Linked DNA regions of Mus musculus: all the other regions are linked to region 1. The links are chromatin contacts, called in public Micro-C and promoter capture Hi-C maps. All regions are on one chromosome and are shown on one strand. Each heading gives the region's core, a stretch centred on a gene start, on an enhancer-like site or on the middle of the called end of the contact. The rest is flanking DNA. Distances are from core to core; before and after follow the strand shown. Region 1 holds the start of Smpd3 (sphingomyelin phosphodiesterase 3, neutral). Region 2 holds the start of Exoc3l (exocyst complex component 3-like). Region 3 holds the start of Wwp2 (WW domain containing E3 ubiquitin protein ligase 2).

Region 1 (3,820 bases), core at 36-2,535:
GAAGCTACCCGTGCCGCGCCCGAAGCCCCCCTTCCTCAGCCGCGCCCCTCGCGCAGTCCAGCCCTGCACGCCTGCCAGTGCCGCCACCGCCGCTTTGTCCTCCCGTGGATGCCTGGGCAGAGCGCGAAAGCCGGGCACCTGAGAGCAACCCCTGCTCGCAGGGTACCAGATCTCGGCGTCCAGATCTGGAGCGCGCTCGGCATGCAGCGGAGCATCCCTCCAGGATCCGCGAACGCGGAGGAGCTGCGGGTTGCTGGAGAGGGAGACCACTGGGTCCTTTCCCTCAGGTGCCCATCTAGACTCTTAGCCGTGGTGCTGGAGCTCTAATTCCCGGGGTGTGGCGGAGCAAGAGAGATGATCTCCACTCTCTACTGCCTGGGACCTGGATCTAGGTGGAGAGGGCCTGGGAAATAAGATCCAGGTAGGGAGGGGTACCTCAGACTCTCACTTCTACCCACCTCCCACACCCAGGCTATTCAGACCTTAGGTGCGGCTCCATCACAGAAGACCCAAGCATCCATCAGTGCTTGGAGCAGGGTGGGGAGGAGTCCTGCAGCCCTTCACTTTCTCCATTCCCAAAAACAAATATCCCACAAAGAACCCAACTGTGAGCAAGTCATAAGGGGAGAGCCTGGATGTAAAGGAGGGCAAAGGGAAGGGTCTCCCTAACAACTCGAAACCTAGGAGAGTCTAAGAGGAGGGGAGGTGTCTCATCAGTCACATCCCAATCCCTGTTTGCAGCCTGTTTGCAGCCTCGAGCTGGGGTGTTGTAAGGAAGGGTCCCTCTATCTCCAAACCTCTCATCCCAGAACAGTCCCTCCATCCTCAACAACCCAAGCAGCCTTGACTTTAGGCGCAGGAAAAGGGAGACTCCAAGCCTTTTTCACGCTCTCCTACGAGAGACCAGAGAGGGTCTTCCAGCCCTTCATCCCTTACACTCAAGAAGCTCTTTCACCATACGACAAAACCCAGCCGAGGTTGCTCCGACCTCAGGCCCTGGGCCACGAAGAGGCCCGCAGTCAGTCCCTCCAGCTCCACGGACAGATGGTGTTAAGTGCGGCGAGGACACGTCCCATCAACTCCCCAGGCCCCCCTCTCCTCAATAAAACAAAAGCAAGTCCTTAGCACCCACCTCAGGTGGCGCACAGGAGGGCGCTCGGTGCGGGGCAGCGCACGCGGCGCCTCCCAGCTCCTCGCGACCGGGGCTTCCTAGAGACGGCTCTCGCGGCGGCGATGGTTACAGCGACCGCGGCTCTGGCATCCGGAGCCTCCCTCGGACTCAGCACCTGGAGCGGCGAACAGCTCCGCGCCTCATTCCGCTGACCCCGCCTCCCGCGAGCTGCTCTGGCCAATGGAGACGCAGGATCCGCCCAGGAGGTTGCCTATTGGGAGGTTCCGGTCCCTCCGTTGGGACCTCGCCCCCAGAGACCGCCCAAGTGTTTGCTCTGCCTGCTGGAACATGTAGTCTCTTAGGGCTGTGGAGTGGGCTCGTGCCGCGGGCTTGTAAACAAATGGACTACATTTCCCAGAGTGCATTGAGGAGCCCTAGGCGCGGAGGAGGGTGGGAGGACTGTTTCCATAGCAAACTCAGCCCCTTGGGGAATGGGGGATGGGGAAGTGGGGCAGGCCTTGGGACCCTTGCAAGACCACATGTGATCTGTGGTTAGCGTCTTGGAAGACGGATTCGGTTATCTTTTTCTCTCTGTTTCTACTTGAGGACCCTGGGCCTCAGTTTCCCTGTCTAGGAAGAAAGGTAACGAGACGGCCTCGCTGCAACACTCGGTGGAGCCAATCGAGAGCGAGACGCTTTGGTTCCTCCCCACCAGAGATAAAGGATACTGGAGGAGACCTTCACACCTCAATCTGAACTTTTATATTTTTTCCTTAATTCTGACACTGAAGGTTTGTTTGTTTTTTTTGTTTTGTTTTGTTTTTTTGTTTTTTTTTTTTTGTTTTTTTTCTTCTGGCCACATTCCTTGCGCCACTAGGACCTTTCCTTCTTGTCCCCACATTTTTGCAGTCTCTCCTTCAGTACTTTCTGGTAGAGTGAGCTGCTTCTGCCTAAAACCTTTCACAGGCTTCCTCGGGCCTCTGGGATCAAATCCACTTTTCACAGCAAAGCTGGAAAGTCCCTTGAGAATTGGACTCCACTCTCGTTTGCATCGTTCTGAACTTTGGAAACTGGCAAGCCTTGAGTACTGATTTTTCTCTCTTCCTCTGATCCCCTCCATCATGCCGTCCTCCAACTCCTCAACATCCTTTAAGCCCCAGTTTAAATGTTGCCTTGATGTGTGACGACTTCCTTGATGTTCTGCCGAGTGTTGCACATCTTCTGTGTCTGTCAGCCTCTACTTCCCCTATTTGATTTGCATGTTTACACACCCAGCTTCCTCATGAAACTAAACTTATAAAGCAGAGGCAAGTCCTGTATTATTCATATTTATAGTTCCGTGTCTACAACCTCTGACATACAGGAGGCACTCAACAAATGCTGAGATTTACCTATAGTTATTGAAAATGAACAGCGGTTTATCTGATTTCAGCATACACCTTCAAAAAATGTTTATTTTCTAAGGTGTTTCCCACTCCTAAAGATGTTCACTAGAAGGATGCTACTGGTTGAAAAAAAAAAGTTTAAATGCCATTCATACTTTTAGGATTGGTTGGGATTTTGTCTGAATGTCCCAGGGTCTTTCTACTACTGTGGTTCTAGAGAAATATATTTGTGCCTGCTATTCCTGTCAATTCCCCCACTAAATGTCACCAGTTCCTCTATTTTAGCTGTTGGCCCTACTTTCTATGTCTAAATGCCTGCCTCCCACTCCCTTTCTGGGAAGATCTTCTCTCACCTGTCAGTCATGAAATAAGATGCTGGCTGGCCTTTAAACCTTCTGCTCAGCATCATAGGACTCCACAGTGATTTCCTGCCTTGCTAGGTAGCATTTTTTCCTCCTGAATCCCCAGGAAAGATTCTGATACTGACTAGATGTCTCATTAATTCCATCCATAGTTTGTTTGTCATCGTCCTAGAAGTTTAGGGTGTATGAAAACACAACCATTCTGGAAAGAATGCCTTCATGTGCATAGTTGATTCACACTGGGAAAGGAAGTAACTGGAAAGACTACTATTCCAAACAGAGCCTGAAAGAAAGGAAGCCTGCTATCCCGGTACAGAACAAAGGCTAGGGCAGAGGATGAATAAAATGTTAGTTCTTCCCTAACAGGACCTCGAGTAAGCCTCGCAGAGGGGCTTTGATCTTGGCTAAATCATGGAGGAAGGCCACTGGGGCTGACTTAATAGACACAGCCTCATTACTAAGGATGAGTTACTCATTACTGCCAGGAGCACAGGGAAATGGGATGTGTTGAAGCTCAGTATCCAAGTCTGTGGATACAGTGAGAGCAAAGGCTGTTGGGAGAACAGAACTATGCCATACAGTGGACATCCACAGAAGCCTAGCGAAGAAACCCACCAAAAGCCGGAGGTGAAGCCCTTGGAGGTCAGTTGAGCCCTTTGAAAGTATCGCTAGGGCAGGAAATTAGATTGACAGAGCACCTACCTACCTGTACACGGCCTTTTGTCTGACTCCGAGTATTGCCCCTCCCACAAAAGTTATGCTAATTTTCAGGAAATGGTACCAAACAGGAAAAAAGTTAAGGTTCCTGGATTCTCCCAGAACCCCCGTGGGTACTTAAATAAAATCTGCTAGAGTCGAGAAGCCAGGTCCTAATCCTGATTTTTATCTCTGATTAGATGTGTGACCCTGGGCTGGACCTGTTTCTTCAGCTATAAAATGCTGTTTACTGGTGTTAGGAAGAA
Region 2 (3,825 bases), core at 1,325-3,824, 1.0 Mb before region 1:
CGCCCGAAGACATCGCTGCCGCCAGTCTCGGGGTGCCTGCCCCAGGATTGTGCGCTCAGTCTCCACCTCTGCCACACGAATAGCAGCTACCAGCAGGGCTGGGTCCTCTCGTGCCAGCCGCCCCGCAGCTCCTGCAGCCGCCTCCACAGCTTGGCCTAGGGCCTCAGCCAGAAGGCCTAGCCCCTGGAAGATTGGCAACTCCAGACCTCCTAGGGGTGCCAGTGTCTCCTCTTTCAGCTGCTCTAGTTCCCGCAGGCTCACATATGCCTCCAAGAGTCGCTCAGAGTCTATCAGGGTCTGCGTGTGGGCCACTGTAGCCGGCACTAAGGAAGAAAGGAGACGGCTTGAGGTCTCAGCCTTCCCATCTGGGCTATGGGTACAGCAAGGGACACTGAGGTCTGGAGACTGGTGTGATGTATTAACTATTTAATAATAAGCATGGTACTGCGTCGGGTCATCTGAACATCCAGGCTAAGGCCTATAGAGTTGGGCCATATGTTAACCCCTGAACCAACAGACCATGAAATCAAGCATGCCGGGGAGGTGGGTGGCCGACTGGAGAGATGGATGGCTCAGTGGTTATGAGCACTGGCTATGATTCCCAACACCCATGTGGCAGCTCACAATTGTAACTCTAGTTCCAGGCCATCATAGTCCTCTTCTGACCCCTGCATGTACCAGGCACTCAAACACTCACTTACAGTAATCTTTAAAAACAATGTTACAGGGCTGGAGAGATGGCCCCGTCGTTAAGAGCACTGACTGTTCTGCCAGAGGTCCTGAGTTCAATCCCTAGCAACCACATGATGGCTCACAGCCATCTGTAATGGGATCCGATGCACTTTTCTAGTGTATCTGAAGACAGCTGCAGTGTGCTCGTATAAATAAAAAATAAATAAATCTTAAAAAAATGTTACAGGCAGACAAAATAAATGGAAGGCCATGCTGGTTGCTATTTGCCAATCTTGTTATGAAATACTTACAAACATAACTACATATGTATTGTTATGTATGTGTGTGTACATTGATGTATATATGTATGGATGCAGGTATGTATTGTACTTTGTATATATGTGTTATTTGGGGTGATGCCTGAGATTGAATTTAGGGCCTTGCACATACTAAACACATGCTCTACCAGAGCTACAGCCAACGTTCTTTCAGTAAGTAAACTACTGTGGCTATAGCCACTTCATGGAATTCCCGTGCTGACTTTAACATCCCAAGCCTGAGAAGCCCAGGATGAGGCGACTGCGCCTATTTCTCACACTCTTTGAAGCTGGGATTATTCTCTGGGATGTCCCTGGTGTCTCTCTCCATGTAATCCCTTTCCTAGTGCCCCAGCTGCTGATCAGAATGGGATTTGTGGATTCTTAGAAGCTAAAGTCCAGGGCTCTCCACCTCCGCTTTCCCCGCCCCCACTCACCTGCTTGTAGCCTTGGCAACAACCGAGTCAGGATCTGAAGTTGTTTGTGCTGGACAACACATTCCCTCAGGGGTTCCAGGGTTTGTGAGGTCCGAGACAAACCCTTTAGTAAGTGATGGGCCTGGCTCAAAGCTTCACGAGTTCCCTGCACAGCCTCGAGGGCTCGGGTCAGCTGCCACACACCAGTCTGCACACCTTCCAGGTAGGACTGCACCACTGACTGTGGAGAGAGGTAGCCGCTCCTAAGGCCTGGCCAGCCCTCCAGCCCAGTCTAACACTCCTGCTCCTCACCCACCTTAATTCTTGCTTCCAGGGAATAGTTACGCTGTATTTCACGGCTTCGGTACTGGCCCAGCCTGGTCAGCTGCTCTGGCCGGTAGAAGATGCCTGAAGCCCACTTGAGTGCTGCACCCCGAGCCAGCTGTTCGGCCCTCTCCTGCTCTGGCCACTCAGGCCTTGGGCAGGAAGATCCTGGGGTTGGTTGTGTCAGTCAGGGAGGGCCTGTGGCTAACGCACCTGCTGCTCTTCTGTTTCCTCGGGACAGCCCCACTCTTGGCAATCCTATAGAGCTCTAGCTAGACCTGACGGGAAAACCCAACCCCACTAATTCCCATTTGTCTTGACATCATCCTTCCCCAAGCCCAGCCAACGAGGCTCATACCAGGACGAAGTGTGGGCTGTATCTTGCTGTCCATAGTTTGCCTAGAGCTGCTGCCGATGTGGTAGGAGTGGGAGCGAGTGCCTGGAGGAGATCAGGCAGAGCGGATGTTCCTTGGGCTCCGCTGAGAAAGAGGAGCAGGGTCCTTGCCTACCCCCTTCAGGAAGTAAGAAGGGGATACCTGGGAGGCCTCAGTCCTCTGGCTTGGACTATGCAAATAGGCAAAACTGTAAGTCCCCTTTCCTGCTCTGTAACGCCCAGGATAGTTTGGTACAGAACTTACCAGATCTGACCGGTGTCCAGTTCTCCCTCCTCTGCAAGTGGCCTTGGCCTTGAGAGTAGCCTTCTCGCTCCTGCAGAGCTGGGCACACCCTCACTGCTCACGGGACCGGAGGGACTCCAGCTCCTTTGGCACCAGCAGCCAAATTCCTCTCCCCAAGGAAGCCTCTCTCCCACTTCACGGCCCAGAAACCCCTACTTCTCCCCCAAGGCCCCTCCTTCAAAGCAGAAAGGAAGGAAGTTGAGTCTCTGGCACTTTATTCCCAACAGGAAAAGCATCTGCATTGAGGTGGGGAGCGCTGGGCGCCATTTCCTGTTGGGTGGGGGCAGCTGTGGACTCCCCCGGTGAGCACCAAGTCTTGATCAGCCCACCTTAGACTTCTAAATACTCCGGAAACACATATGCATATTTAAAGCTGATTTGGCCTCAAGCTGGTTTGAAGGATGACCCCCTATGTGGTAGAGCCTCAGCAAACCGCAGTCGAGTCTGAGAACCACAGATGGTATATGCCTTGGTAGGGGAAAGATCACATGTGGTGAGGCAAAAGAATAGTGAGAGATGGCAGTTAGGGATCCAAAAAGCTACATTGTTCCTGTAAGTGATGGGGAGCTAGGGAGGACACTAGATATAATGGAGCACCACCCAAATCCACCCATCATAATAGACCCTCACTTCCTACTGTCAGAAGGGTTGACAGCTAAGACCTCAGGAAGACTACCCCAACTTCAGGCTCCATTATAACTAGAGCTTCCGAAGTCTGCTTTCTCACAAGTGTGAATCATCAATCAATTTGGGGAAGGCAATTTGTGTCCTAGAGGGACTGACCGTCATAAAGACATAACCATAAGTGATAACACTGTTAAAAATAAATAAGACTTGCAAGCTGGTAAGATGGCTCAGAGGCTCAGAGCACTTGCTCCTCTTGCAGAGGACAGGGCTTCAGTTCCCAGCACCTACACGGCAGCTAATAATAACTGCCTGTTAACTCTAGCTCCCAGAGATCTGACACCCTCTTCTAAACCTCCTTGAGCACCTGCACACATGTGGACAAACATAAACACATACACACACAATAATAATAATGATGATGATGATAATAATAATATAAACCTTTAAAAACTGCAAAAATAAATGAGACTTGCAAACACACAGTTCTTCCCATGTGTCAGAAAATGCCTTAAAGGCTTTGCTTATATTCACACGCAGGCAAACACCTTTGCATGGACTAAGTAGTGGTTGGAAATAAGACTCCTGGCCACTGTGAACTGTATGTAGCATGGAGGCCAGCGAAAAATGATGCTGGAACGAAATAAGAGATAGAAGTATGCAAGCTATTTATTGTTAGTGCTTGCTGTTTTGGCAGGAAGTAACAGGAACAGCAGGAATTATCTCTGAACATCAGGGAAGCCTTTAGAATAAGTTTTAAGCAAATAGGCTAAGCTTGTGGCTTATGGCTTCCCT
Region 3 (4,104 bases), core at 66-2,565, 1.1 Mb after region 1:
GGACGCGAATTTTGCGCTTAAAACCTCGCCCCGAGAAAGGCTTGATACTACACAGGGATCCTGAACACCCAGTGTAGTCACAGGGTGGCTAATAAAGACTTTCTCTTGGTAGATACCCCACAGCAAAGACACCGGACACACAGGTGGTACACAGATACACTTCAAGAGAAACATCTATGTAATAAAATACAAATGAAAATGTAATATTTCAGTTAACAAAAACCCAACAAAAATCCAGGTAATCAGAACAATTAACTCGGTGGTGGATGCCAGCCTAGGTTACATAAAATCTTGCCCCACCTGTCTCCTCTCTCACCCCTAACCCTCCACCCCAATGGTATAAACTGGTAATCCTAACTACTCAGAAGCTAAGGCAATGGAATTAAAAGTTCTTGGCCAGTTGGAGCATTTAAAATAAGACCCTGTTCCAAATAAAAACCAGAAAGGAAGCAAAATGGCTGGGAACATAGGTCAGTTGGGACGCCCTGGACTAGTCACGTTCAACTGTCAATCTTGCAAAACCCAGAAAGTTTCTGTTGTCCAGGCTACGGTGAGGTATGTCTACAATGCCAGGAATCAGGTGGCCAAGGACAGCGCTGGGTTCCAGGTCAGCCAGGGTTACTTACATAGATTCCCTGTTTGTTAATTCATAATGTTCAGTTTACTCCGTAGGGGAGGGGAGCGGGGGGGGGGGGATGGGAGTTGGTTCCCCATGGGGAAGACACGTAGGGACTCCGGAAGTTTTGAAAGGGTGTCAGGTTGTCGTGTGTCATGTCCCATGCTCCACTCCCGTCCCTCTTTCCAGTTTTGCTTCTTGGAACAACAGATGCCTTACAAAGGCCAGGGCATTTATACTTCTAGAACTGAGAACAAGGCCTTACAGAGTTGGCACAAGCTAACGACATTACATGGGATGCTCAAGTTTGATCAGTATACATCTGTGGTACCAAAACATCCTTTGCAAATTTGGGGACATGCTTAGAGTTACACGGTTTATCTGACACTCAAGTTTGGAGGGGGGGAGCGTACTGTTTTTTATCCAGCAACTCCTTCAAGACTTGACTTAACTGATCGGATGGTCTTCTCCCACCTGTACCATGGCGGGAAAACAACTGTACTTGCTTCCAAAGGCATACATAAAGACCCCGGGGCCCGGTGAGCCCTTATTTTATACGTTTGCTCGGGCACAGCCCGGGTGATCCTTGCAATCCCGGCCCTGAGCGGGTCAAACGCTCGCCGCCCGGGTCCTAGGTGGTCCGCACCTGCGCGCCCCGGCCAGCCTCTTCCGGGTCAGGTGACCGCGCACGCCCACGTGACCCGGCCCGAGTGCGGGCGCTGGAAGGCGGAAGTGGAGCGGAGTTAGGCGCCGCTGGTGTGGCCGCGGCAGGTAGGTGGCGCGGGGGCACTGGGGGGCTCGGCAGCGAGCGGGCGGCGCGGGGCAGCCAGGGGGCGGCGGGCGGCGCGAGGGGCCGGGGGCGGCGCGGGGCGGGCGCCGGGGGGCGGCGGCTTCCTGTGGGAGGGGCCTGGCGCGCGGTTCCGGCCTCCGAGGAGGGATGTCCCGGCTCGCGCCCGGGCGGGGTGGGCGCGGGGCCCGGCGGGAGTCGCCCGCTGGTGGCGCTTCCGGAAGGAGACCCCCAGCCCCGGGTGCCTGCGGTGCGGAGGAGCCGTGTCTGTCTGGGAAGGGGGCCCGACCTCAGCCGGGGAAGACTCATTTGCTCCCTGGAAGGGGCTGCCTGGGAGTGGGCGTCTGGCTTGTAGGGACAGGGAGAAAAAAATCTGGACGATGCGGCCTGGACCCCATTCCAAGAGTCTTTTTTCCTTCCGTCCTCTTTAAAAAGGATGGCGATCCGGGACTTTGATACCGGTTCTGTTCAGTTCTTTAAACTTCAGGAGGGATCCCTGAGTCTTGATCGTCTGACTCTGGTCACACCCACTTTGCCCTGTTTGGGTAGGGTTTCCACTTGTTGGGAACCTTGCCCATCAGATCGTCTTTCTTTGAGATGCTCCCGGATCGGGTCATCTTGGAGGCCACCAAAAAAAAAAAAAAAAAAAAAAAAAAAAAGACGTGTAGGTGCTTTGCTGTGATCATAACAAGACTTTTAACCTACACTGTTGTTGGCGACCTGGGCCGGCGTTACCTCAGCAACGCATTGACTGCTGAAGTCATGGACAGTTGAAAGTCTGCCCATACCGATTTGAGACCTCTCAAGCTTAAATTATGCAGCTTCCTTTACCATGTGACTGCTTATCTTGACCAGCTGTGACTAGGTGGGGTGACTGAGAAGTTTCTCTTGTGTTCCTTAGAACTGTGACCTAGATCGTAGTTTTTGAGGTTAAAAATACCCATCTTAAGATTCTTCATCCTCTAGGCCTAGGCCTGAAGATGGCTCCAAGTTCCAAGCCAGCCTAAATAAACAAACAGGCCACCCTCTTTTCCCTTCACTTTTGCTAAGGTTTGCAGAAGTGAAGCAAAGTTTATGAATGCAACGAAGGTCAGGGTTCAAATGGGACATTGACAGGAGCCAGAATCACAGGTCGCTAGGGGGGAAAAAGCACTTTGCATTAATATATTAGGAGTTGAAGACTTGGGGGGTATATTATAAGCATTTAAAAGTTAATTTTTGTAGCAGTCTCGAGAAGTCATTCACACTTTATAGATAACAAGCTAAGAGAATTGACTTAAAATAAAAGATGTATTTTTATTTGTGTGTATGTTCCTGTGTGTATGTGCCCACCAAGGACAGACAGAGCATTGGGTCCTTTGGAGCTAGAGATACAGGTGGTTGTGAGCCTCTGGATTTGCATGCTGGGAACTGACCTTTGGTCCCGTGGAAGAGCAGTGAGTGCTTTCGCCTGCATCTCTTTAGTCTCAGCCTGCCTGACATCCTCATTTTGTTTTTCTTCCTTGTTTACTGTCTTCCTGCTAGGACTGTAAATCATTCAAGGGCAGTGATCTTATTTTACCTGACTTCTTTGGCTACTAGCCCCAGGCCTGGTATGTTAGGAGTACTTGGTCAGTGTTTGAGAAGTAAATGAGTTTTTAAAGGTCACACTGCTCGGTGTATGTGGAGAACAAGGGGTTAGAGCATAAGTTTCCCGTCCCTTTCTCTGTTTAGTGTTACTGGTCTATGGAAAGCCAGAACCATGAGGAGAAGGCTTCAGTTGGCTTGTCAGTCTCTTAATTTTTTGTTGTTGTTGAACATTGCACCTTCCCACTTCCCTTCTTTTTGTAATTTTTTATTTTATTTTTTTCCTTTTGAGACAGGCTCTCAGTAAGTTGCCTGGGGTGGCCTCAAACTCCTGTAGCTCAGGCAGGCCTTGAACTTGTGATCCTTCTGCCTCCAACACAACAGTAGTTAGGATTTGAGGCCAATACCACCAGGTCTATCTTAGTCTTTCATTTAGTGACTACATCCCCATCTGCAAAGAACTGATACCAGATTCTCATTTATTTTTATTTTGGTTATTTATTTGAGACAAAAGTTTTACTGTGTAGACCTGGCTGGCCTAGAACTCATAAAGATCCAGCTGTTTCTACCTCCCAAGTGCTGGGATTAAAGCTGTGCGCTATTTACTATGCTCAACCTCTCTCCCTGTCCGGTCCAGCCAGTCCCCTCCCCTCCCTTCTCCCCCCTCCCCTCCCTTTCTCTCTGAGACAGGGTCTTTTAGCTTTTTGATAGAAGGTAGGTTTTAGCCCAGGCTGGCCTCAAACTGGTTATGTTGTGGAGGAACTTACGATAGATTCTCTACCTTCCAAGACCTGGGGTCGCAGGCCTTCATTCACCATTGTGCCTGGCTCAGCGTCTCGTCTCATTCATTTCCAGATCTCTGAAGGTTGCATTGCTTCATTCACAGATGAAGAACTGAGGCTTACTGAAGTCCTGATATTAGATTCTGGAACTAGTAAATAAATGCAAGAGTTGGCTCTCTCCTTCTATGGGTCCTGGGAACTGAGTTCCAGTTGTCAGGCTTGCTGGCAGTCACCTTTACCCAATGAGCCACTTTCTCTATAACCTAGGTCTGTTCTTCTTAGACCTATTACTTTTAATTCATAGAAGCGATAAAAAGTTTCTTTTTTTTTTTTTTTTTTTTTTTTAAAGTACA

The links. Promoter capture Hi-C pulls out the DNA fragments that hold promoters and counts their contacts. A called contact is a pair of places that touch in the nucleus more often than the background predicts.
Region 2: a promoter capture Hi-C map of pre-B cells shows a contact between it and region 1, with 2.9 times the contacts expected there. The contact joins the promoter of Exoc3l here to the promoter of Smpd3 in region 1. A contact is called at or near these places in 4 of 39 promoter capture datasets (the C10 cell line, hematopoietic stem and progenitor cells, liver and 1 more) and 1 of 484 Hi-C or Micro-C datasets (B cells).
Region 3: a contact with region 1 is called in a Micro-C map of embryonic stem cells, with 8 times the contacts expected there. The contact joins the promoter of Wwp2 here to the promoter of Smpd3 in region 1. A contact is called at or near these places in 1 of 39 promoter capture datasets (hippocampal neurons) and 1 of 484 Hi-C or Micro-C datasets (embryonic stem cells).

The regions. Positions count from the first base shown.
Region 1 is chr8:106,336,680-106,340,499 of GRCm38.p6, forward strand. It overlaps Smpd3 (sphingomyelin phosphodiesterase 3, neutral), which reads right to left and starts at 1,286. Exons shown (of 9, transcript NM_021491.4): 1 at 1,133-1,286.
Region 2 is chr8:105,293,539-105,297,363 of GRCm38.p6, forward strand. It overlaps Exoc3l (exocyst complex component 3-like), which reads right to left and starts at 2,575. Exons shown (of 14, transcript NM_177788.5): 1 at 2,368-2,575; 2 at 2,088-2,168; 3 at 1,722-1,897; 4 at 1,427-1,646; 5 at 1-323. The coding sequence starts at 2,121.
Region 3 is chr8:107,435,055-107,439,158 of GRCm38.p6, forward strand. It overlaps Wwp2 (WW domain containing E3 ubiquitin protein ligase 2), which reads left to right and starts at 1,316. Exons shown (of 24, transcript NM_025830.4): 1 at 1,316-1,387. It also overlaps the pseudogene Rps26-ps1.